Regions from separate parts of the Zea mays genome. Here all the other regions are linked to region 1. A link is a contact called in public Hi-C data. All regions are on one chromosome and are shown on one strand. Each heading gives the region's core, a stretch centred on a gene start, on an enhancer-like site or on the middle of the called end of the contact. The rest is flanking DNA. Distances are from core to core; before and after follow the strand shown.

What was found. Hi-C and Micro-C count contacts between places; a contact is called where the count stands out from the background.
Region 2: a Hi-C map of endosperm shows a contact between it and region 1, with 4 times the contacts expected there. The contact joins the promoter of LOC100192942 here to the promoter of LOC100382465 in region 1. A contact is called at or near these places in 7 of 25 Hi-C or Micro-C datasets (bundle sheath, ear, endosperm and 3 more).
Region 3: a contact with region 1 is called in a Hi-C map of tassel, with 4 times the contacts expected there. The contact joins the promoter of LOC541683 here to the promoter of LOC100382465 in region 1. A contact is called at or near these places in 2 of 25 Hi-C or Micro-C datasets (ear and tassel).
Region 4: a Hi-C map of leaf mesophyll shows a contact between it and region 1, with 2.3 times the contacts expected there. The contact joins the promoter of LOC100191305 here to the promoter of LOC100382465 in region 1. A contact is called at or near these places in 5 of 25 Hi-C or Micro-C datasets (bundle sheath, ear, endosperm and 2 more).

What each region holds. Positions count from the first base shown.
Region 1 is chr3:170,135,545-170,141,234 of Zm-B73-REFERENCE-NAM-5.0, forward strand. It overlaps LOC100382465, which reads right to left and starts at 1,835. Exons shown (of 1, transcript NM_001175205.1): 1 at 524-1,835. The coding sequence starts at 1,648. The coding sequence ends at 1,331. LOC100281281 (BCL-2 binding anthanogene-1) reads right to left here and starts at 5,297. Exons shown (of 2, transcript NM_001159457.2): 1 at 4,967-5,297; 2 at 4,299-4,803. The coding sequence starts at 5,231. The coding sequence ends at 4,574.
Region 2 is chr3:170,523,499-170,528,683 of Zm-B73-REFERENCE-NAM-5.0, forward strand. It overlaps LOC100192942 (exo70 exocyst complex subunit family protein), which reads right to left and starts at 3,861. Exons shown (of 2, transcript NM_001138123.1): 1 at 3,159-3,861; 2 at 1,760-3,067. The coding sequence starts at 3,805. The coding sequence ends at 1,966. LOC103650873 (B3 domain-containing protein Os01g0905400) reads left to right here. Exons shown (of 5, transcript XM_008676464.3): 2 at 1-830; 3 at 948-1,100; 4 at 1,231-1,346; 5 at 1,416-1,847. The coding sequence ends at 1,679.
Region 3 is chr3:169,870,059-169,875,878 of Zm-B73-REFERENCE-NAM-5.0, forward strand. It overlaps LOC541683 (terminal ear1), which reads right to left and starts at 1,815. Exons shown (of 6, transcript NM_001111433.1): 1 at 1,097-1,815; 2 at 825-993; 3 at 251-739; 4 at 24-146. The coding sequence starts at 1,796.
Region 4 is chr3:169,660,449-169,665,494 of Zm-B73-REFERENCE-NAM-5.0, forward strand. It overlaps LOC100191305, which reads right to left and starts at 3,095. Exons shown (of 5, transcript NM_001136739.1): 1 at 2,836-3,095; 2 at 2,565-2,713; 3 at 624-936. The coding sequence starts at 2,952.

The DNA of each region.
Region 1 (5,690 bases), core at 585-3,084:
ACTCTCCTAATTTTTGTTGATCGACCCACTGTCCTCACAAATCACAAGTGCGTCGTCCGCCCTCCTAAATACGGGGCATGCTTACCTTGCCAATAACTGAAACAACCTAGACCGTGTTTGTTTCAGATTATAATCTCTCCAGATTATATAATCCAGCGTAAATAATACAGTAGGTAAACAAACACCTAAATTATATGTTCAGATTATATAATCTAAACCCCAGATTATGATAATATCATAATCTCTTCAAGAGTAGCTTATTTAAGATTATTTTGGCAAAAAGGCCACTACCCATGGTTATGTTAATAGAAATTACAATATATACCATCCTTTTTTCTCACCTCAAATAAACAAATAAAGGTATTGTTGTCTTTGTGAATAATCTACATTTGTATAATCTAAACTACCAAACAACTACATATAAATTATAATATATCTAGATTATAATCTAAATTGTATAATTTAAATTATAATTCAGATTATATAATCTATAAGCTGAAACAAACATGCTCTTAATCTCGTTAGCCTTTCCAACCACCCAAGCATGCCGGTGCTTCCCAACGACAACTCTTTGCATCACCAACTTCCACAACCACAACAGTGTAAACCGTAGACCCATGCCCTCTGCTGCTTTGTAAAGCTGAGACCGTCTTCCTGCTGCCGCTCTCACACGCCAAATACAACGACTACAGTACACACGATATAGGCTCAACTTTTCACTCTAGCAGGCGCCCTACGCGGAGGTTCTCCCTAGCAAGCTTCTCTCTCCCCCTCCAAACACTGTTCACGTGAACCCACTTCTAATTATTAGTAGATGAAAAATTGATAGGAGGTAAAAAGTAGGTATAGAAAATAATATTTTATGGTTGTAGTAGGGTATAGAGGAAAGATTTAGAGGGAACCGCTGTACAGAGTGGAGATATAGGGAGAGAGAACGCTGACGTGGTACGTGAGTGGGATATAGAGGGAGAAATTTAGGGGTAATCACTGAAGATAGTCTGAGTGCAGCAATTCATGGAACACCTCATCGCCAACCGCTAGGTCTGCACTGGTGACAGTGCCACACTGCCAACCTGACCCCCCAACGCTGCTGCTGCTGCTGGAGCTGCTCCAGCCGACTCAACGGTGACTGATACCGAGACATTACTGGCAGTAGAGGTGGCAGGGAAGAGCTGGAGCTGGGCCGAAATCGATCGCTCAAGGCGACGAGAGAGGGAGGCATCAAAGCCACCGGGAACCTACCAGAGGAAGACCGCGTGGAGGCCGCATGGGAAGGAGGGCGGAGTGGAGCCGAGGCGGTGGGCGAGTGCCGTAATTGCGTCCGAAGGGATCAGCGAATGATGGATCTCGGTAGATTTAAGCAGGAAGGGCAGTCCTTAAAAGAGACATACATAGATGCGAGCGAGTTATACGGAGATGAGTAACAAGCACTAGCCATGGCTCCAAGTGGAGGTCGTGGGGTAGTACCGAGGAGAAAGGAGAGGAGGACGGAGGCGGTGAGGATGAGGCGCTTCACGCCGGGCTTCGTCGTGCGCAACGGCGGCTTGCTGCTACCGGTAGAGGCAGGAGTAGAGGTACACTGGTCTCCGGAGATATGAGGATGTGGAGGAGGAACCGTTGGGGCCTCGTCGCCGGCGATCTCCGCCATCGCTCGAGTGACCGGAGGTCCGCCCGAGGACGGAGTGGGACGGCCCCGCGAAGCGAGCAGCAGCGATGTCGCATTGTGGGCCGGGACTGTTGCAAGGCTGAATACAGATATCAATGATTTCTTTTAAGGCCCAATAAAAGAGCCCGTAGATCTGATGGAGTCGGAAAGGCCCAAAGGCAACCAGGAGCCGGCCCATACAGCGTAGGGATTACGTTCGGCAGCCTATCGTGCATGTACATGTAGCGAGCAGCTGACGCTGCAGCAGCAACACCAACATGTTCTATCTGTATCTGTGGTCACACACAACACAACGACACAAACTTGGCCTTCTCGCTGCCGACTTGACGTGGGCATGTTTGGTTCCTTACCTCAATTGCCACACTTTGCCTAACTTTTTTGTCTAAGGTTAGTTATTCAATTTGGATGACTAACCTTAGGCAAAGTGTGGCACATTTAGCCACAAACCAAACATGTCTATAGTAACATAGGAAAGGTCATGCCATCGGCGGCGGACACCAGAAACAGATACGCGCGCGCAATCCCGTTGGCTCCTCCGTGAGAACTCAGGCACTGGCACAGAGCGGAAATGTGGCTGCCGACCTGCCGCGCGCGAGCGGGCGCAGTGGCTTGCCCCCGCCGGCCCGCCCGTTCGGATAAGCCGCGCGGCGTGGCGACTGACCGACTGGGATGAGAGAGATGGCAACTCCCGGGCGCGCGAGAATTCCACCTGATTCCGCTCGGTTTCGGCACATGCGCCGTGGATCGGCACGACTGAACGAGCCATGCCGGCGGCGCCCCGAGGTGCATCGAGAGTTTGAGTGGGTCTGACGGCATTCAATCCGGCACACCCTTTACGGCACGAGTTCAGGGGAGACTGGTCCCCCCCCCCCCCCCCCCCCCCCCCCCCCCCCCCCCCCCCGGAGCCGGCCGGGTGGATAAACACGAGTTAGATTTCGTGTCCCTGTCTGTGGCCCGGGGCCTGGGCCTGCTCTGCTTCATCAGAGCCTCAGGGCGCGTAAACCACACGGTATCTTGAATGGGTGATCGGTTACTCGGTGGTAAGTCGAATAGATACGATCCACAGACGTTGACTTGTTACCGCCAAGGCCGAGCCATCCATGGTCGTCTCAGGGGTCTGACTACTGACACGCCGGTTGCGTGCTCGTGGGAACTGTAAAGCGGCACCGGGAAAAGGAGTCGGGGCACGGTAGAAACAGCAGCCTTTGCTTCGCGACTGACGAGTGAGAACTACGACTGAACCTTTTTTTTGTTTGTACTCAGCGTCGCCAGAGATTCATAGTGCACAGACCGCTGGCTCCGGCTCGATCACTTTTTAAAAAGTTCAGGTACGCGGTTGACAACTTGCAAAAGAATAAAAAAGCAAAGCTTTTTGCTCAGACTTTGCAGTTCAGCGCAGGCTGGCGGTCGCTACACGTCTGGTAACCGTAGGACCTCGATGCTTTTCTTGGCATAGGTCACCTGCGACTTGAAGGGCACATGTACTGTTTGCTTGTTAACCCTCCCAGTCACAGACAGGTTGTTGTCGGACATTGATCTGCGCCCTACGGGTCATCATAGTAGAGTAATCACGGATTCACGGCCTTAAAGCTGTCTCCCACATCCCATTCACATCCTCTATCCTATCCTTTATTTTAAATTTCCCTCTACGAACAGTGTCACACGGTTCCCATTTTACTCAGAGCATCTCCAACAACGTGACCTATAAAAATGTCCTATAATTTGAAAATAAGTATATTTTATAAAATTTAGGGCACCAACAAAACACTTCGCTCCAACAGTAAAGCCCCAAATCTAGATTATAGGGCAGCCCACTACGGTGTAGTATATTTGAGTCACTTGAGAGGGTGCCCTATAGTTTTTTGATAAAAATTTATGAAATAGGGCACTGTTGGAGTAGTTTTTCCTGTATAGAGCCACATATTTCAATTTAAGGCACTAGTTTGAGGCATTGTTGGAGATGCTCTCAATGCACGGTCGAACCAGTGCAACTGCCTCGTAAACCAAACTTAGCAACAGATCAGCACTTGAAAGCGACGACTTGTTTCTCCGTGCTATCAGCTGTCGTCCTATCACATAAATTTGCTTTTGCAAATTGCAATGTCGATCCTCCAAGTGCAGAAAAGAAAAAGAAAAATCCCTTTAGCACAGATCGCGTCCTTTTCTTTTCCCCGATAATAATAGTACCAACCGGTCCTCTGATTCTGCGAGGATTTTGTTAAGTAGTGGTTTGCTGGTGGGTAGGGGCAGCTTTGTCTAGAGCAGGTTTCTGTCCACTCCAGCCTCTGCGGTTTCAGCGCAAGCTGGCAGTTTTCTACGTGTTCGGTAGCCGTAAACCTGCTGCCGCTCGGGCTTGTCAATCGCGACATAAAACAGCATGTGTACGCAAGTAGTACGTCGGAACTGAAATCCGAGCAACCGCACTATCGTTTCTTGATCCATCAGTACTCCATGCCAAGCTGATGGAGAGAAAGAAAAAACGGCGGGGATACTGGTACGTACGTACGTACTAGAAAAGGGGGCTGCATTCCGTGGAAAAAAGACAAGGGATTTACAGCAGCATCTATTGAATTCCGAACTGTTTTGCTGATCTCAGGAAGAAAAAAAAAGAGAGAATATATACAGAGCAAGGAACCAAAGAACTACTGGCTCACGCACACTGGCACTGGGATGACATTACGTACCCGTTCACAGTAATTTACGCCATGTATCCATCATCTTTATATCCTATCGTTTGCGACTGTCTTGATTCGATTGGCCGAATTCAAGCCCTGAGATGGAACTCAGCAGGCTCTGAACAAACGCGGTTAGACTGGACTGAAACCCTTCGCTCACGCAGGCAAATTGGAGAACGACGACGACGAGACGGGAGAAAAATGGCAAGAAATATTCCCCGGGGGTTTCTCTCTACACTTGGATGAAGGAGTGACAGGGCACGCCCATGAGCTGCGCCAAGGTGGTTGACCTGAGCTTCCTCTCCTTGACGGCCGGGTCCTCCAGGAGCAGCACCTTGTCCTTGTCCTGGACCCCCACCATGTGCAGGTGCTCGCAGTCGTCCCTCTCCTTGCCCCTGTACAGCAGCCTCTGCTCCCTGGGCCACAGCCCGGTCGCCAGCGACAGCATCACCTTCAGGTCGCCTGCATTGGGTTGTTGGATCATCATCATCAGACGCAGCTTAGCGAACAGAGGGATATGGTCGCAGAGGGAGCAGCAGCAGGGACAATGGAGAGCATGCAGATTGCAGGCAGCACGCAACGCAACGCAATGCAGTACAGTACAGAAGGACGACGGCGGACGTACCGAAGGTTGCGGTGGCGTCGATGGAGACGTCGTGCCACTGCCACCCGGTGGTGGAGACTCTCACCAGGATGTACTCCACGGCCGCCGCCGCGTCGTCCTCCGTCGAGCGCCGCTTCTGCACCAGCATCCCGCCGGGCCGCACCTCCCACTCGATCCTCTCGTGCTCGGCGACCATGGCGCAGATGTCCGCGCCGCCGCCGCCGATGATGGTGGTGCTCCTGGACCGGCTCCTGAACAGCCTCCTGGGGCTCGGAATCTTCACCATCTCCGCTGCTCTCTGCTCCTAGTCAGTATCTGCCTCGGTCGATCACTGGCTGGTCGCTGCCGGTGTGCCGGGACTGGCAGCAGGGCCTGGGATTTTAAAGAGGGGGGAGAAGAAGCGGGCGACGAGGACAAAACGGGAGGGAGGTAGTCGCGAGTCGCGACGCGACAGGGGCGAGACGTCCACCGTGCGGAAATGATTGGCGATTAACCTGTGTTTGTTTAACACCCGCGAGAACAAGACCCTGTTCCCCCTCCTCATTGGTTTAAACTTTAAAAGCGGATTAGAGGGGCGACGTGTCTGTTACGGAGCCGGACGGCACCCGTTGCTGACGCGGCGAGAGCGCTGAAAAGCGCCTAGAGGCTGGTGGTTTTCTCTTTGAGACTTTTTGCGCGCGGGCACAGTGGCACACAGAGACACGGTAGCGCGGCGGTTGGGAGCGGCAGCACATGGGGAGGTGGC
Region 2 (5,185 bases), core at 2,611-5,110, 390 kb after region 1:
CGGTGTACGCCCGAGAGGCCATAAGAGCAAGACGGCAGCTCAGGTCTGCGTCGACGACTCTGACGTCCCCGATCCTGCGTCTGAACCGAAGTGTCCAGACACGTCGGAAAGATTGCCGGAGGCTGAAGTCACAGAACCGCAAGAAATTTCTGAGCCCCCTGCGGGACGACATGAGCGTGAAGCTCAGAAGGTGTTAGACGGAGAGGCAGAGGTAGCAGACGACAGCGCAATGCTTGAAGAGACTGAAACCATCTACAACGCTAGACTTACGGAGCACCAGGTTCCTGCTGCCAATGAAACAGAGCATGGCGAGTGCTTGGCAAATTTCGATGCTAGCATACCTCTTGCTATGATGGATCTGAATGAAGTGAGCATAGACGATATATTTCTGTCGGCTGATACGTACGAATTTGGAAGTGACATGTGTAACCCAGAACCGTTTTCTGTTGGTCTGAACATGGAAGGCACCACTACTGGCCAAAACTCGGGATTCAGTTGCCTTGAGGAGCTGGATACCCCACAGAACCACCTTTCTTCCATGGGAGATGGCCATTGTTCTCTGGTTCCAGAAGCAGGACCATGTACCGAAAACAACAAAGAGAAGGCTGATGCACTAGAAACGGGAGCATCGTATTTCTGTGACTCCTCGTTTCATGATATAGACATCAACGCGTTGCCCGCTAAGGAGCCGCCGTCGTTTGGAGAGGATAGCCCTTCTCCTCGAGCTGGCGCTGAAATGCATCCTAATGAATGTGGATTAAGCAGCTGTAGTCAGGATAGAGGCAATAGTTCCCTCCTTATCATCAACAAGCAAGCTGCACATAAAGAATGTCAGTACTATTTTCCAAACCTTTGTTTCTGAATTTACACGTACACTTTTTTTTTGGTTCCCCTCTGTGTTTGCATGGGTTTTTAGAGTCACCACAAAGATTCAGCGTTTGTTGCAGCAGATTCTTTCATGACGACGAAGCAGGATAAACCACAAGGTGGACAATGTAGCATGCAGGATGGGGTAGGACGACAGCATCCTACTGAAATCACGTCGAGAAATGCAAAGCCTCGTGAATCTCCTGAACTCACGCGGAATCCTCTGGGAACTGGTATTGCAGTGTTCATCATGATTTATGACTCTCCGAGAATTTAGAGCCTTGAATGAACTGGATGGATGTTAGTTTCGCACCTGTACCTGCCGCACAGCACTCAGTTCACGCGTTTCAGCACAACTTGCAGGAACTGGCTCTGAATCCACCCACAGCGGAACCTCTGAATCTGGTGGTCTTCTCGCGCTCACAGAAAACATCACCAAATTCTGCATCGCTGTGCCTGCACCAGGGCAAACATGGCTTGTGAGTAACCCTGACTGATCTGAGCTCACCGTTATGGACCATAGTTCTGAAAGATTTTTCTTTGTACAGGAGATTCCCGGCCGACTGCCGGTCATTCCAAGAACGAAGAAACATGGGAGGAAGGTTGTGATGCTCAAGGACCCACGCATGAGACTCTGGCCTGTGCTCTACCAATGCACCCCGAGGTTCAACGGCATCATCACTGGCTGGGTTGACGTCTGCAGGGAGAACAGAATCAAGGAAGGTGACACCTGCGAGTTCGAACTCAGCGGTAACTCTGAACTCTCATTCCAACTCCAAGTGCGCGTGCCCAATACGCACCCAGAATGTTGACCTTATCTATCGTATCTTAGGCTTCTGTGTCCCATCTTTTTCCTTCAATCCCGAAATAAGAATGTATGTAGACTTCTGTTAACAAGGAAATGTCGATGCTTTCTGGCACATTTTCATGTCCAGATTGTCCCCTTTTCTTTTTTTTATTACAATGGAATATTCAGATTATCCGTGCATGCTAAAAAAAGAAGTCTGACTGCTACCACTGCTGCTATCAATGAAGAAATGGAACTTTTTTTTGTAGTGTTACAGAAGTCAAGCGTTCTCAGTTTGGCAAAGTTGAAAGCTAGATTTTGATGCCATCCGTGGATTCCCCTTCGAACAACTCCGATAGCAACTCGACCAGATCATCTGCCGTGTACCTGGCAGATTTCCCAAGCTTGGGTTGCTTCTGCAGGAACGCGCAGTAAGCAGGGACCACCATCTCCGACACGGCGTTCCGCAGCACCGCTCGGAGCACGGGGTCCGGGACCTCGCGGCACATCTCGCTGTCGCGCGATCTGTTAAACGCCGCGTTGAACTCCGCCAGAACTTTCGCCGACTTGCCTCTGCCACACGCGGTCGTGTCCAGGAGAGCGACGACGGGGCCCCACGACGACGCGGCGTAGCTCGCTACGTGCTGCTCGACCCGGCTCCGGCGCCGCGCCGCCCACGCGTCCCCGAGCAGGGAAGCCACGCCGTCGTTGTCCGCGACGCGGCTCAGCACGAAGCTGATGTTGTTCGCCAGGAAGAGGTGCCGCGAGCCCCCTGCGTCCGCGCAGGCGACAGCGAATCTCCTCTGGAGGTTGCGTTCCAGGCCCGCGATCAGGTCCGAGACGACGCCGGCGAGGGAGCCGCGCTCGTCGGCGCCCGCGAGGATCAGATCGAGCGTGGTGCGGTGCCTCGCCAGCAGCTCGACGCAGGTCATGGCGTCGCGTGTCAGCGGGTGGACGCCACCTGCGGCGCTCGGCGTGTGCGGGAACAGTGAGTCGCCTTGGATCTTGGCTATGGCGCCGCTGACCATGATCCTCACCGCGCCGGCCAGTTTCGTGAGGATACCTTGTGTCCGCTCCGAGATGGCCTCCTTGCGCGCGCCGCTGAGGAGGAGCAGGAGGCTGGGAGCGGCGTCGGTGAGAGCCTCGTACATGCCGAGCATGTACACGAGCTTCTCGTGCGACGTGATGCTGGTGAATCCGTTGGCGAAGTCGAGCAGGATCAGGATGCGGTTCTCCGCGATGGCCAGCAAGTATTCGTCCCTGAAACCGTCGAAGGCGCCTGGGTTCTGCGCGTACAGCTGCCTCCGCATGGCGACCATGGCCTTCCCTATGATCTCCGTCACCGTCGTCCACCGCTTGATCACGGCCTCAGTCGTCTGCTGCGAGCATTCGACCCGAAGAATTGACAAGAAACTGCACCGTGATCGTCGTCACTCAGTCACATCCGAGCATGGAAATCCATTCACCAGCAGGAAGCCAGAGAAACCAGAAGCGTCGAAGTTACCTGTCTAGCACATCGCAGGGAGCGTTGGCGAACGCCCGGAAGAGTACCTCGGTGCATCCGGCACGAACGACCCGAAGCGCGATCTCGTGAAGGACGGACACGCCTGCGGGGCAGATGAGATCGAGGTCGTCCCAGACCTCGGTGTCCAAGAGGGCCGCGACCTCGTGAGGCACGCTCGAGCTCGCCCTCGACCGGCTCCCGTCGGACGCGTCGACCACCCCGCCGGTGCCCGCCGAGCTGTTCCTTTCGCGGGCGCTGGGGAAGATCAGCCGTGATTGGTTAGTGGAGGCGAGCGAGAGCCTGTGGACGGCGCCGCGCAGCAGGGAGGCGTTCCAGACCCTGACGCGCAGGAACTCCTCCACCATGCGCGACGCGGCGGCGCCGACGGCGCTGTCCAGGCGGCGGCGCGCGGAGGCGGCCTCCGGGAGCGGGAAAGGGTTCTCCGCCGCCAGGAGGAGCACCTCGTCGACCGCCGCCAGGAGGCCTCTGTTGGTGTAGCTCGCCCCGGCGTCCCAGATGCCCGAGTCGGCGCCGGGTGAGCGAGTCCACTGGAGCAGGGCGTGCTCCGCGAGGGCGAGCCGCTCCTCCGCCTGCGTCTTCGGCGCGACGGCGACACCGAAAGCTGGCTTCCCAACGGCGGCCCCCATGCTTGATTGCGAGTGCGAGGACCCGAGTCCGCTGCGCGTTGCGGCGTTGCCGTGTGTGATTCAATATCCGAGAAGGAGATACTGGAGAGGTTAACTAGCATTACTGAGTTTTCAGGTCGCCTAGTGCAGACGGACGGAGGTAGACACCAAAAAGTAGGTAACAACACCGAACTTGACTCTCCCTGCCCCCGGTGTCAACTCCGCATGTGCTGTTTAGTTCGGATGAGATCTCTTGGCGCGGATAATGGTTACAAGTTATAATTATATTGAATAGTAGTATCTAGTATATTTGAATGAATTTAACCAAATAAAAGTATTATTATCTGTTACCCTATATAATCTATTTACGTTATGTTTTGGGTGAGCCAAACACCACCTTATTTTTTTTTAAAGATCGCCTCGCGTCCCGGCTCATCCCCGCCGTGTTCAGGCTGATTGGATTTGAAGATCCCCCGCCGTGTTCAGGCTGATTGGATTTGAAGTCGAGGTTGTCGGCTTTGCCCTAATTAACCAGACGCATGACAAACGCAGACAATCTGCTCCAATCCACCTCAATACATACAGATTTAGATCAATACTAGAACATACAAATTAGGTCAGATTAGTTAACCGTTCGTTCAACTCAGCCCCACCCAGGGAGGCGTTCTCAACTCACGACTTATAATTCTAGTTCCTAACTATTGTCACGTCAAATATATAAATATCAATTATGAGTATTAAATTTAGACTTAGAGACGGTTTGAATGTGTTAGAGCTAATTACTAAATTAGCTAGAGACATCCAAATAGATAAGTTAATTAAATTTAGACTTAGAGGCTGTTTGAATGTGTTAGAGCTAGTAGTTAGAGCGTCTCCAAGATACTCTTTATTTTTTTACTCTCTATTTAACTCTCTATTTGAGTTTGGCGAGGCATGAGTTAGTCATAACATTCATCTAAAAGGAAGTGTTAATAAACCCTATGAGAGGTTGTATGGAACAATGCCAAATGTATCTATGAGGAGCTCTAATTTTCTATATAATAGATATGTATCCTCTCATCATGAATAATAACAGTAAGAAAAAAGATCATCCACTGTCGTTTCATATCTCTCGTGTTTACACCATTTTGGAAAAGAAATGGAGAATTGTTTCGTTCTCCCGCACATTTAAATAGTAAAAAAAGCTAAAGCTATGCACATACGAGAATTCAAACCATGGTTCTTAGCTTCAAACTCACACTAGACAGTTGCTCGTGCTTTGCTACGGTTTTTATATATCATATAAATATGTATTGGGATACTTATTCAAATATAATTATTGTTTATTTCTAAACATTAAGGTACGTGCGGTATGGTGGTTAGCCTTAAATTTTTGGAGCAAGGGGCGTGGATTCGAGTGCT
Region 3 (5,820 bases), core at 565-3,064, 270 kb before region 1:
AGGAAGCCGAGCGCGCAACTCACTTGAAATCTATGGGGAGGTAGACGAAATCGTAGGCGGAGAAGGGCTGCTCCTCGCCGCTCGCCACGATCCACTCGTTGGATTGGATGCAGTGGTTGTCCAGCATGTTGAGCAGCAGCTTCTGGCTGCGACCCAAACGCCTCGGGCATCAGCTAGCAGAATCGCAATTCTGTGCGTCGCCCATGAAATATAGCATTGTTGCAACAAACGTGGAGATTGGCAGGGATACCTGTACTTGTTCGGTATGTTCCTGATCATGACGGTGGTCCTCGTATCCATCTCCGAAGCCGGCGTTGCTTGCGTGTCGGCGCCGCCGCCGGCCTCGGGCTCCTTGAACAGGAAGCGCGCCTCCCACCCGCTCTTTCGTCCTTTCCAGCTCCCGCCGCCGCTGCTCCCGACGCCTTTCTGGGTTTGCTTCCCGGACGCTGTCGGGGTCGACGAGGATGCCGCCGCCGCCGCCACCACGATCTTGCCGCCCTTGGTCTTGCGCTCATGGCTCGTTCCGGCATTGCCTCCCTTGGACGACTGGTCGCTGCCCGCGCTAGACTTACAGGAGCTCCTCCTCAGAAGCACCACTCCTTCCCTCGCCCTTACGGAACCGGACGACGACGAGGATGCCGGCGGCTGAGACGACGTCGGTTGGGACGGTCGCCACGTCGCTTGAAGCCTCGGCGGAGTCGGCGCGGTGGGCCGGTGCTGGTGGGGTGCGTACCCGCGCCTAGGACCGACAGGCACACGGCAAAAATTCAGCCGCCCACAGGGTGATGGGAAGGCTAGCTGACTGAAATTGCGTTGTTGTTTACCTGCGGGGCCCGGGGCCGGAAGGGCGCGTGAACTCGACGACGAGGCGGCGGCCGAAAAGCTCCTGGCCGTTGAGCTCGGCGAGCGCGCGCGCGGCGTCGCGCGTGTCGAAGAAGTCCACGAACTTGTGGCTGGGCCGCTGCGCCGACTCCCTCACATCCTTCAAGTCCCCTGCGAACACGAGGACGGGCCAATACAATTGCTGCGGGAAACACAAGAAACGAGCGTGGGAAAACGAAATGCCTGGTTGGTCGGCTCGGTCGGTGGCGCGTACCGAAGGCCTGGAAGACTTGGCGGAGGTCAGCGACCGAGACGCCGGGCAGGGGGCTCAGGACCACCAGGGAGCCGCGGTTGTCGCCGTCGTCGGCGCCGGTGGCGAAGTGGGCCCACACGGCGTGCCCGAGGACGAGGCCGCGGCCGTCGTCGTTGGGGTGGGGCCAGTCCCAGGCCTGGGGCGTCGGTGCAGGAGCCCACGCCGGGGCTACGGCGGCCGCCGCGTAGAGCTGCCCGAGGCGGCTCTGCTGGCGCATGTGCTGCTCGCGGACACAGGTCAAGGCGAGCTCGGCGGCGCGGATGTCGAAGAAATGGACGGTGGCCACGCCCTCGGACGCCACCGCGCACGCGTCGACCGAGCGGATCGCGCCGAATGGCGCCATCGCCTGCGCCACGTCGGCCTCCTGCGCGTGCGGCGGGACAAGGCCCAGCACCACGACGCGGCTCGACGGGCCATTGACCACCGGCGTCGTCGTTGGCAAGGTGTACCCCGGCTGCGGCGCCATGGCCATCGCCATCGGAGGCACTGGCTGTAACATGGCTATTTGCGGCGGCGGAGGCACCGGCATGGCTGGATATGGGTGGGGGCAGTATAGCTGTTGCGGAAGCGGCTGTAGAGGATAGGGGGCACAGACCGTAGGGTGGAACTCCTGAGCTGCGGCATCGAGAAGGTTACCCGTGGCTTCCGGGAACCCACCCATTCCACTCCCTCCCCCACCCTCCATGGCTAGAGCTCAGAACAAAAGAAACCGAGGAGTCCAAGGAAGACTGCCGTCTAAAGATCTAGAACTTTCTGGTGATTCTTGATCATGCCTTCGATCAAGAACCAGGCGAGAATTGTACTTGGGACCCCGTCTCAGTCTCACTCTCCCGTTCTCTCTCCTGCTTAGCCGTATACTCGGTGTGTGTGTGTGGAGTGAGAGCGGTGGTAGTACCGCACCACTGCTGCCAGAAACGAGAGAGAGGGGCCGGAGAGAGGAGAGAGATTGGGAGCTCTTTTTATGGTAATTGCCGCGGGAAAAGAAAACCGGTGGGGTTTTATTTGGAGCTCTACAGGGACAAAGGGGGAGAGAGACGCGAGGAGGGAGGGGGCGGTGGAGAAGAGTCGAGGAGGTGAAGGGCGGGCGGTACGGAGGGAAGAGGAGGAAGAGGAGAGACGAGAGTGGCCGTGTGCTGGATTGTTTTAGCTCGGATCCTCTGCAACGACAGCACTTGTTGCTCTTGCACGAGTCATGCCCCGTGCGTACATGACAGGCCCCACGTCTGCTTCTTTGCTGGGGAGATTTTTCCGGTAGATTTTGCGTGTTTGTTTTCGGAGTTAGATCTAGCTTTTCGAGATGCCGCCGGCTACAAATAAAGACCATATTCTTCAAATTACTGGGCGTTCGGTTACCGGACTAAAATATTCGAATATCAATTATAAAGATTAATGTTCTGTTTAGGAGTGCTTTATTTTAAGAATTACAACTTTAGATTTCTATCTTCACCATAAATCAATTTCAATACATTGGTAAGACAGGGTTCTGGTGAGCATCAAATAAAGGGTCGGACGGTTTGCGCGCGCAGAACCAGTTAGAATTCTGAGTTTCTTGCTATAGTTGTTGGCTAGATTCACAGAATTAGCTCGAAAAATATGTTTGTAACGGGTCCAGCCCCCCTCCTCTATAAATACAGAGGAATACGACCGATTAAACACCATCAATCGAATCAATACCAGTTTATCTCGTATTTATTTCTTGTATATTTAGGAGTAGTTCTAGTTTAGCCTTCCAATCCCCAAATTCTCCGCTTCTCTTCGACTCTATATCGATAGGAGTCTAGGTCGGCCTGCCAAGCCTAGACAACACCTAGGATCTCTCCTCCCCGACGGGGTCCCTCCCGGGAGCGAGATCCAGGCGCCACCGACGACCTTCGCTGCCCCTGCACACGTGCGGACCGTCCGGCCTATAGGCGCGGATCGTCCGACCGTCAAGCAGGAAACCCTAAGCCCTGCGCCAGGTCGCAGACCGTCCGGCCCCTGGCCGCGGACCGTCCGCGCCTGTGCAGTGAGCACCGCCGCCGGTTCTCACGCAGTGATTGGCACTCAGAAAAAGCGCCAACACACTTTTTGGTGACCCCGCTGGGGACGACACATATAGACCCATCAAATCGGCCCTCAATGGCCGATTCAAGGGATAGTTCTGAAGTCTCCCCCAGCAATATCATAGAGTCGACTTGGGAAACCTTGCCGGCTGACGAACAGCTCCAGTTCGAGGAGCACAAGGAGCAGCTGATCCAAGAGGCAAAGGCAAAGTTCCTGGCCAACTTCAAGGTGGACAGGAATAACAAGGTCGTTCGACAACTGGCGACGGATCTGACTTCACTTCGACCTACCACGACTACCCCGAGGTAAGCAACACAAACGAGCTATAATCTCTTAAAAATTATGTAGATGAACAGCGAGAACAAATGCAAAATATCATAGGGGGTATGCAAAATGATTATAGGAGGCTAGTACGTGCGTTTGATAAATCTACTGTTGCAAATTTTCCTTCGCGCGAGGATGAATTTGGGGAAAACACGTGTAATTCATCGGCTACAGGTTGTCACGACCAGTTATAACCCCTTTATGGGATGTCGATAGACACATGCCCTGGGCAACCGCAACCTCCTCCACACATCGGTGATAAATTCGTCGATCTACGCATGTCCGGACCATCCGCACATGAGCACGGACCGTCCGGGCCAACGGCGACCGGTCCCATTTTTAATGAATTACCAAGACATGCATGAAAGGGAAATAGGGTAAAACCTTTTCCTAAATGATTTTGGTGGTTGAATTGCCCAACACAAATAATTGGACTAACTAGTTTGCTCTAGATTATAAGTTCTACAGGTGCCAAAGGTTCAAACACAAACTAATAAAAAGTCCAAGATAGGGTTCAAAAAGAAAGGAGCAAAAGAAACCGAAGGTTGCCCTGGTCTGGCGCACCGGACTATCCGGTGCACCACCGGACAGTGTCCGGTGCACCAGGGAGATCAACTCTGAACTGCTCAGCTTCAGGTTTTTGGAGAGCCACTCTGCTATAATTCACTGGACTGTCCGGTGTAGCACCGGACTCTCTAGTGTGCCATGCGGAGCAACGGCTACTGCGCCAACGGTCGTCTGCAAAAGTGAACAGTGAACGTGGACAATGCGCGGACAGCGCGCGCAGAGTCAGAGCAGCGCCAGAAGGCGCACCGGACAGTGAACAGTGACTGTCTGGTGCACCACCGGACTGTCTGGTGGTCCCAGCTGTCAGAGCTCCAACGGTCGAAACCGTCAGAACCCTAACGGTTGGGTGACGTGGCTGGCGCACCAGACAGTGTCCGGTGGCGCACCGGACTGTCCGGTGCGCCCATCGACAGACAGCCTCCCCAACGGCCATTTTGGTGGTTGGGGCTATAAATACCCCCAACCACCACCACTTCAAGGCATCCAAGTTTTCAGCCATTGCATTCAATACAAGAGCTCTAGACTTCACTCCAAGACACAAACAAGAGATCAAATCCTCTCCCAAGTCCACAATCACTCCAAACATTTAGTAACTAGTGAGAGAGAGATATTTGTGTTCATTTGAGTTCTTGTCGCTTGGATCGCTTTTCTTCTTCCTCCATTCTTGTTCTCAAGCAACTTGTAATAAACTCAAGAGACACCAAGTTGTGGTGGTCCTTGTAAGGGGTCTAAGTGACCCGTTGATTAAGGAGAAAAGCTCACTCGGTCTAGGTGACCGTTTGAGAGAGGGAAAGGGTTGAAAGAGACCCGGTCTTTGTGACCACCTCAACGGGGAGTAGGTTTGCAAGAACCGAACCTCGGTAAAACAAATCACCGTGTCATCCGCTCTATTTGCTTGTGATTGTTTTCGCCTCTCTTTCGGATTCGACTTTATTTCTGTCGGGGACCATAATTAGGGGTACCCTCAAGACGCCTAATTCTCAGCTGGTAACCCCCATCAGCATAAAGCTGCAGAGGCCTGATGGGTGCGATTAAGTCAGGGATCAGTCCATACGAGTGACTCGATCACGCTTCACCCGAGCCTAGCCTCGGACTCGGGCAGCCGACCTCGAGGGACTTCCGTCTCACCCGAGGCCCCCCTTTTAACGGCGGACACATCTCCGGCTCGCCCGAGGCCTTGGCTTCGCTAAGAAGCAACCCTGACTAAATCGCCGCACCGACTGACCCAGTTGCAGGGGCATTTAACGCAAAGGTGGCCTGACACCTCTATCCTGACGCGCGCCCCCCGGCAGAGCCGAAGTGACCACCGTCACTCCGCTGCTCCACTGACCGGTCTGACAGAAGGACAGCGTCGCCTGCGCCACTCCGACTGCAGTGCCACTCGATAGAGTGAGTCTGACAGGCAGCCAGGCCTCGCCAGGGGTGCCAAAGAGAACTCCGCTCCGCCCGACCCCAGGGCTCGGACTCGGGCTAAGACCCGGAAGACGGCGAACTCCGCTCCGCCCGACCCCAGGGCTCGGACTCGGGCTAAGACCCGGAAGACGACGAACTCCGCTCCACCCGACCCCAGGGCTCGGACTCGGGCTAAGACCCGGAAGACGGCGAACTCCGCTCCGCCCGACCCCAGGGCTCGGACTCGGGCTAAGACCCGGAAGACGGCGAACTCCGCTCCGCCCGACCCCAGGGCTCGGACTCGGGCTCGGCCCCGGAAGACGATGAACTCCGCCTCGCCCGACCCCAGGGCTCGGACT
Region 4 (5,046 bases), core at 1,845-4,344, 470 kb before region 1:
TACACAAAAAAAAACGTGCATCGTGGAACTGTTGTTTCCAACAAACGTTATTATTGGTGAAACGTTCTCCGCTGGACTTTTGAAGCCCTACGAAGAATGTTTGTAGATGGAACTGATGGAGTAGCCGCCAAGATTTCTGCTAACTTTGGTCAAACCAAGGCACAAATTACTTGGTCTCACGATTTGTCTACCCCCAGCCAGATGAAAACGTGTAAAATCAAAACAGAGTCGGAAAGGTAAGAGGTCGGAGAGATGCGAACATTCGCCCGACCATTCGGCGTGGACGGGCCGGCCCAAACAGACGCACCAACCACATAGAAAAGAACACTGGCGTCATGTCGTTCGTACGCCGTACGCGCACGAACGCGACACGGAGGTCCGACCATGTCCACCGTTTCCTGGAACAAAAGCTTGACGGTAAAGAAAGCATGCTCCCCAGTGCCCACCCCACCCCGCCGGCGTGCGCCATCATGCATGCATGCATGATAATTTCTTCGCACTCGCACTTCCATTCGGTGCGGTGCGTGCAAGCATGTGTCAGTCAGATTTACATCGACCGACCGTGGTCCGGTCCGGTCCGGTCCGGTAGCAATCCATGGAAGAAGAAAAAAAAGCGTGCGTACCATGTCGGCCTCGTGCAGGCGCTGCAGGACGTGGAGCTCCTGCCAGGGGTCGTTCTCCTGCAGGAAGCGCCAGGCCTCGGTGCGCTCCACGGCCGCGAACTCCTTGGCCAGCAGCCTGGCGCAGCGCAGGTGCAGGCGCGGCGCGTCGCAGAGGCCGGCCAGCTGCAGCACGTCCACCACCGAGTCCGCGGTGAGGCGCGCGCCGATGGCGCCCTCGCACGCCCGCTTCAGCCACGGCACCTGGTACGCGTGCGCCAGCACCAGCACCTGCACCGCGTGCTCCTCCATGTCGTCATCCTCATCCTCGCCGCACCTGCCCAGACGGGTTTTTGCTGTCGTGTTAAGCACATGATCGTTCGTCATCATCCAAAATCTAACAAATTGTTAAGCACGGACAGCGTTGCAGACACTGTTTAGTTAGAACCTGACAAGTTCCTGTGAGCCACAAGAACATGCGCTAGTGTGGTGGACGAATCGTATGCCGTACTAGTTGTATAGCACTTCGACCTGGTAGTCAGGTAGTAGTGTACTAGTGTGGTAGAAGAACCTTCGACGGGTTCCACAAGAAAGAACATTTGCCCAGGGCGCGAGGCTGCGATCGCTCGGGCGGTCGTTTTCTCGGAATCCGCATGTAGCCACGTCGGCCGAAGAATTTTCCAATCCACGGTAAGCAACACCACAATGAATGATAGCAGCCGTGGGCGAGAGTGGTCCGCCGGTGCGTTGCGTCCCGGCGCCGGCCGTCCCCGCGACAGCGACGGCTCGGCCCGGCCCAGTCGTGCGCTACGCGATGACGCGCACGTCGGCTGAGAGCGCGGGGTCGTGCAGGTCCAACCGGGCAGGTGCCACCCACACAACCCACAGTGCCACACCCACACCAACCAGGCAGCCTAGCGGCGGGGAAATAATAATAATAATAATAACTTAAAAAGGTTGTAACGCTTTTTTTACCTCGCTTTAGCTTTATCTTTTTTTTTTGCCCTCCGTCGCCGTCCTATTCGCCGCTGGGAAAGCCACGAGATTTTTTGGCGTCCGCTACGGGGGTTTGGGCACTTGGCAGACCGGCGCGGGGTGTGTGTGTGGCTCTGGTTGTAAGAGGGGTTCGGCGGGCGACGTGGCTGCGACCTGCCGCCGCGCCAACCCGGGACGTGACAGTCTGACAGATGATGGTGAGGCAGCCAGTTGGCCAACCCAAACCAACGAGAGCCCCATTTGATTTGCGACCTGACCCGGCTCGGTGATTGGATGGTGCGGCAAAAAAAAAATATCACGGGATTGGCTCGTTGAGCCGACAAGCGCTAGATAGTGTCCGGAACCGCTGTTCAAATGCATTTCGATCCGTAGTTTATAGTAGATATAGTGTCCGGGGAATGCTTAATTTGGGTGCAAGGTTTTCCTACTACGGGGGAGCTCGATCGGTTTGGTTGGATTTGGTACCTACTCAAAGTTTTAAAATCGATTGTTGAAGCTAGCGCGTGGTCATGGACTTGCTTCTTGCCATTCCTAGAACGTTGGACACCTCGAATTTCAGGTTTATACTGTGTGTATATACTGTTAAAGAAGGAAACGTACAGATGGACTCGAGATAAATAAAGAATAAAAAAGTACTAGAATACTTTTTTTCAATATAAAAACGCTTCTGGATGATGTCTAAGAATAAAGGTTGATCTTCCGGGCAGTTAACGTGTGGGTGGAGCACACACGCGCGCCATGTTTCCCCTCCTCGTGCGTTTAGAATAACGCAGGATTAGTCCTTGCTAATAATCGTGTGCCGCACTGGCTTGTCCAGCCCCAGGCCGGGGACCAGGCGGCCGCAGCCTCGCGAGGAACTAACATGTGCGAAAACAAGACTAGCAACAAGGAGGCCGCCATGGCTGAGCGCGCGCGACCGGGGAATTGAAAGGGAGACAGACAGGCACGCACGGTGCCCACGGGCGTTACCTGCCGGCGTAGAGGAGGCGGACGAAGGCCGCGGCGGCGTCGTCGGTGACGCCGCGGATCCGGACGACGGACCGCCCGGGCTTGCCGCTCTCCCTGTCCTTCCGCAGGCGACGCTCCAGGATGCTGCCGAGCACCGGCGACGCCGAGGCCTAGCGCGCGCGGAAACAGAGACGGACACAGCTCCCGTCAGACGACTGCTAGACGACCCGGACGGGACGGCCGAACGGAGCAATGCGCCAAGGAGGGGGGGAAAAAGGGATCGGACGCTTACCAGGACAGAGGAATGCGCGGGGATCCTCCGGCGCCCGCCCGTCGTGACGACGTCGACGTCGGCGGCGGCCGGGTCGCCGGCGCCGGCGCGGTTGCCGAGCCGCGGTGCCTCGCACATCTCGTTGTCTGGCGAGAGGTGGTGGAATGGAAGGGAACGAGCCGGGGGCGTGGGGGGATAAAAAAAATATCTGCGGAAAAGGTCCGGGGCGCGGCGGGGGCGGGAGACGTCGCAGTTGCTTGCGTTGCGTGCTCTTGTCTGGGTAGCCAGGCCAATTGCCGCAGCCCTGCAGGCGTTTGAACGCTTTTATAGAGAGAGGGGGCCAGGGGGGAGGGAGGGAAAAGCCGGCTCAGGCCTGGGCGGCCCGGACAACGGGAGATGTGGCCGTCCCACGTTTCCAGACTTGCAGCCTAGTCCCGCAGGCAGGGGGGAATGCGATTATCAGAAACGACCTCCGCCAGTTGCCACCTCCTCGTCGGGTTCGGGTTGCTCGTCACTTCCTTGTTACCACCCCGCTGTTAAAAACGACCGGCACGGTGGATCACAAACGAACGTGTTTGCCTAGGAACGTTTCAGCACCTGCGTAGTTGTGTCGCTGGAATGCACTTTTTATCGCTGTACAGAAACTTCCTTTTCTTTTCGAATGAAGCGGTAGTCTTTTTGTTAGGGGGTAAAAAAAAGTTATACTGACACGGGAACCAAGTTTGCTATGCCCGATATCGAAAATTTTCAATTAATGGAGGGGGCGGGGTCACGGGCAAGAAGACCGTCTGAAGTCTGATGGACCCGGCCAGGACCACCCGCCGCGAGGAGAAGCGAGGTCGAGGGGTCGCGAGCACAAGGAGTCAAGGAGGCGGCAGCCGGCAGAGGGCAACACGGCCTTTGGAACGAGGAAGCGCCACATGTGGCTTCCCCACGGCCGACGTGGCGCGTCCGTGGCCCCCATGCAGAGGCCTGATCGGTTCGCCGGCATGGGCCAGGCAGGCCGAAAAAAAGCACAGCCAGGTAACAGCTCAGCCTCAGCCGCTACGAGCGGCGGGCCTACGCTCTACTCGCAGTAGGATTAAGCCGTCCGACGTGGCGGCGATTAGTTTACCTCCCACCGGACCGGGTGTGGGAGCGCAAGTGGATGATGCTGTGCCTTCTGCTTCTGCCGGGGTTTGGCTGAGCCACATGCATGCATGTCGGACGTGGCGACTGGGCTGCTGCAACCTGCAACCAGCAGCGAGTCTCTCTTATCTCTTCTTTATTATTACTGCTACACTGACCTTGGAGCGGTTGTCTGTTTGCGTCACTTGCAAATGCAAATGTCAGTGGACACAAAGCGAGCTAGCAGTCAAAAAAAAAAACAATAGCTCGGTCGAGGGGGCCGGCGGATCGATGGGCATGCACTTGTGATTATATTAGCGCGCACTTTTTTGCCTTTTGGTTCTTCACGTGTCCCAGGAGGCAAAAGATCGAACATGTCATCATCGTCGGTCGCAAAAGCGCCGCGGAATATTACTATCTTGGTCTTGGTTAGGCAAATAGCATCACCCGTTTCCTTGTATAGCGCTAATACGCCAAGTCCGGCAGTCAGTACGTACGTACTCTCAGTAGCTGTCGTTCCCCTTGCGATTGCGAGCTGAGGTTGTGCACACAGACACAGCACAGCCTGTAGGAGTGTAGGGTCTCCAAGAATGTGCCTACTTTGCGCAGCCTTATTTTGCGTAGCCAAACCCAGCGGGGCCCAACGCAACGTGCGTCGACGACACATCTAGAGCTCTTCCCGCGTTCCCAGGCTTTCCATCTACGTACCGTCTCTCCTCTCCTCTCCTCTAGAGTCTAGATGTGTCTTGCTGGGGCGGACTGGTTGCATCGTTACCACCTGAAATCGACCGATCTCTCTCCAGATGTTTGATCACTCCGTTTACCGACCAGGCAGGCATGGCGGCATGGGCTGGCTTCCCACCTGTCATTCGCCGTTTCGCATCACACGAGCGTGGTGTGTGTCATGTGTGTTTGCCCCTTGGAGGAGGTATTACTCCGGCACCTGCCTGCACCGCTCCGCCTCTTCCGTCCACAGTGCGCTACAGAGAATCGACTGCTACTGCCAGAGACAACGACGCGCTGGAGCCACACTAGTCACATCCTTATAATGCCTTGTTAGTTTTGCTCTCAATCTATATAGATTAGTTGTAATTAGATATGTTTAAATCCTAAACAAGTTAAAAT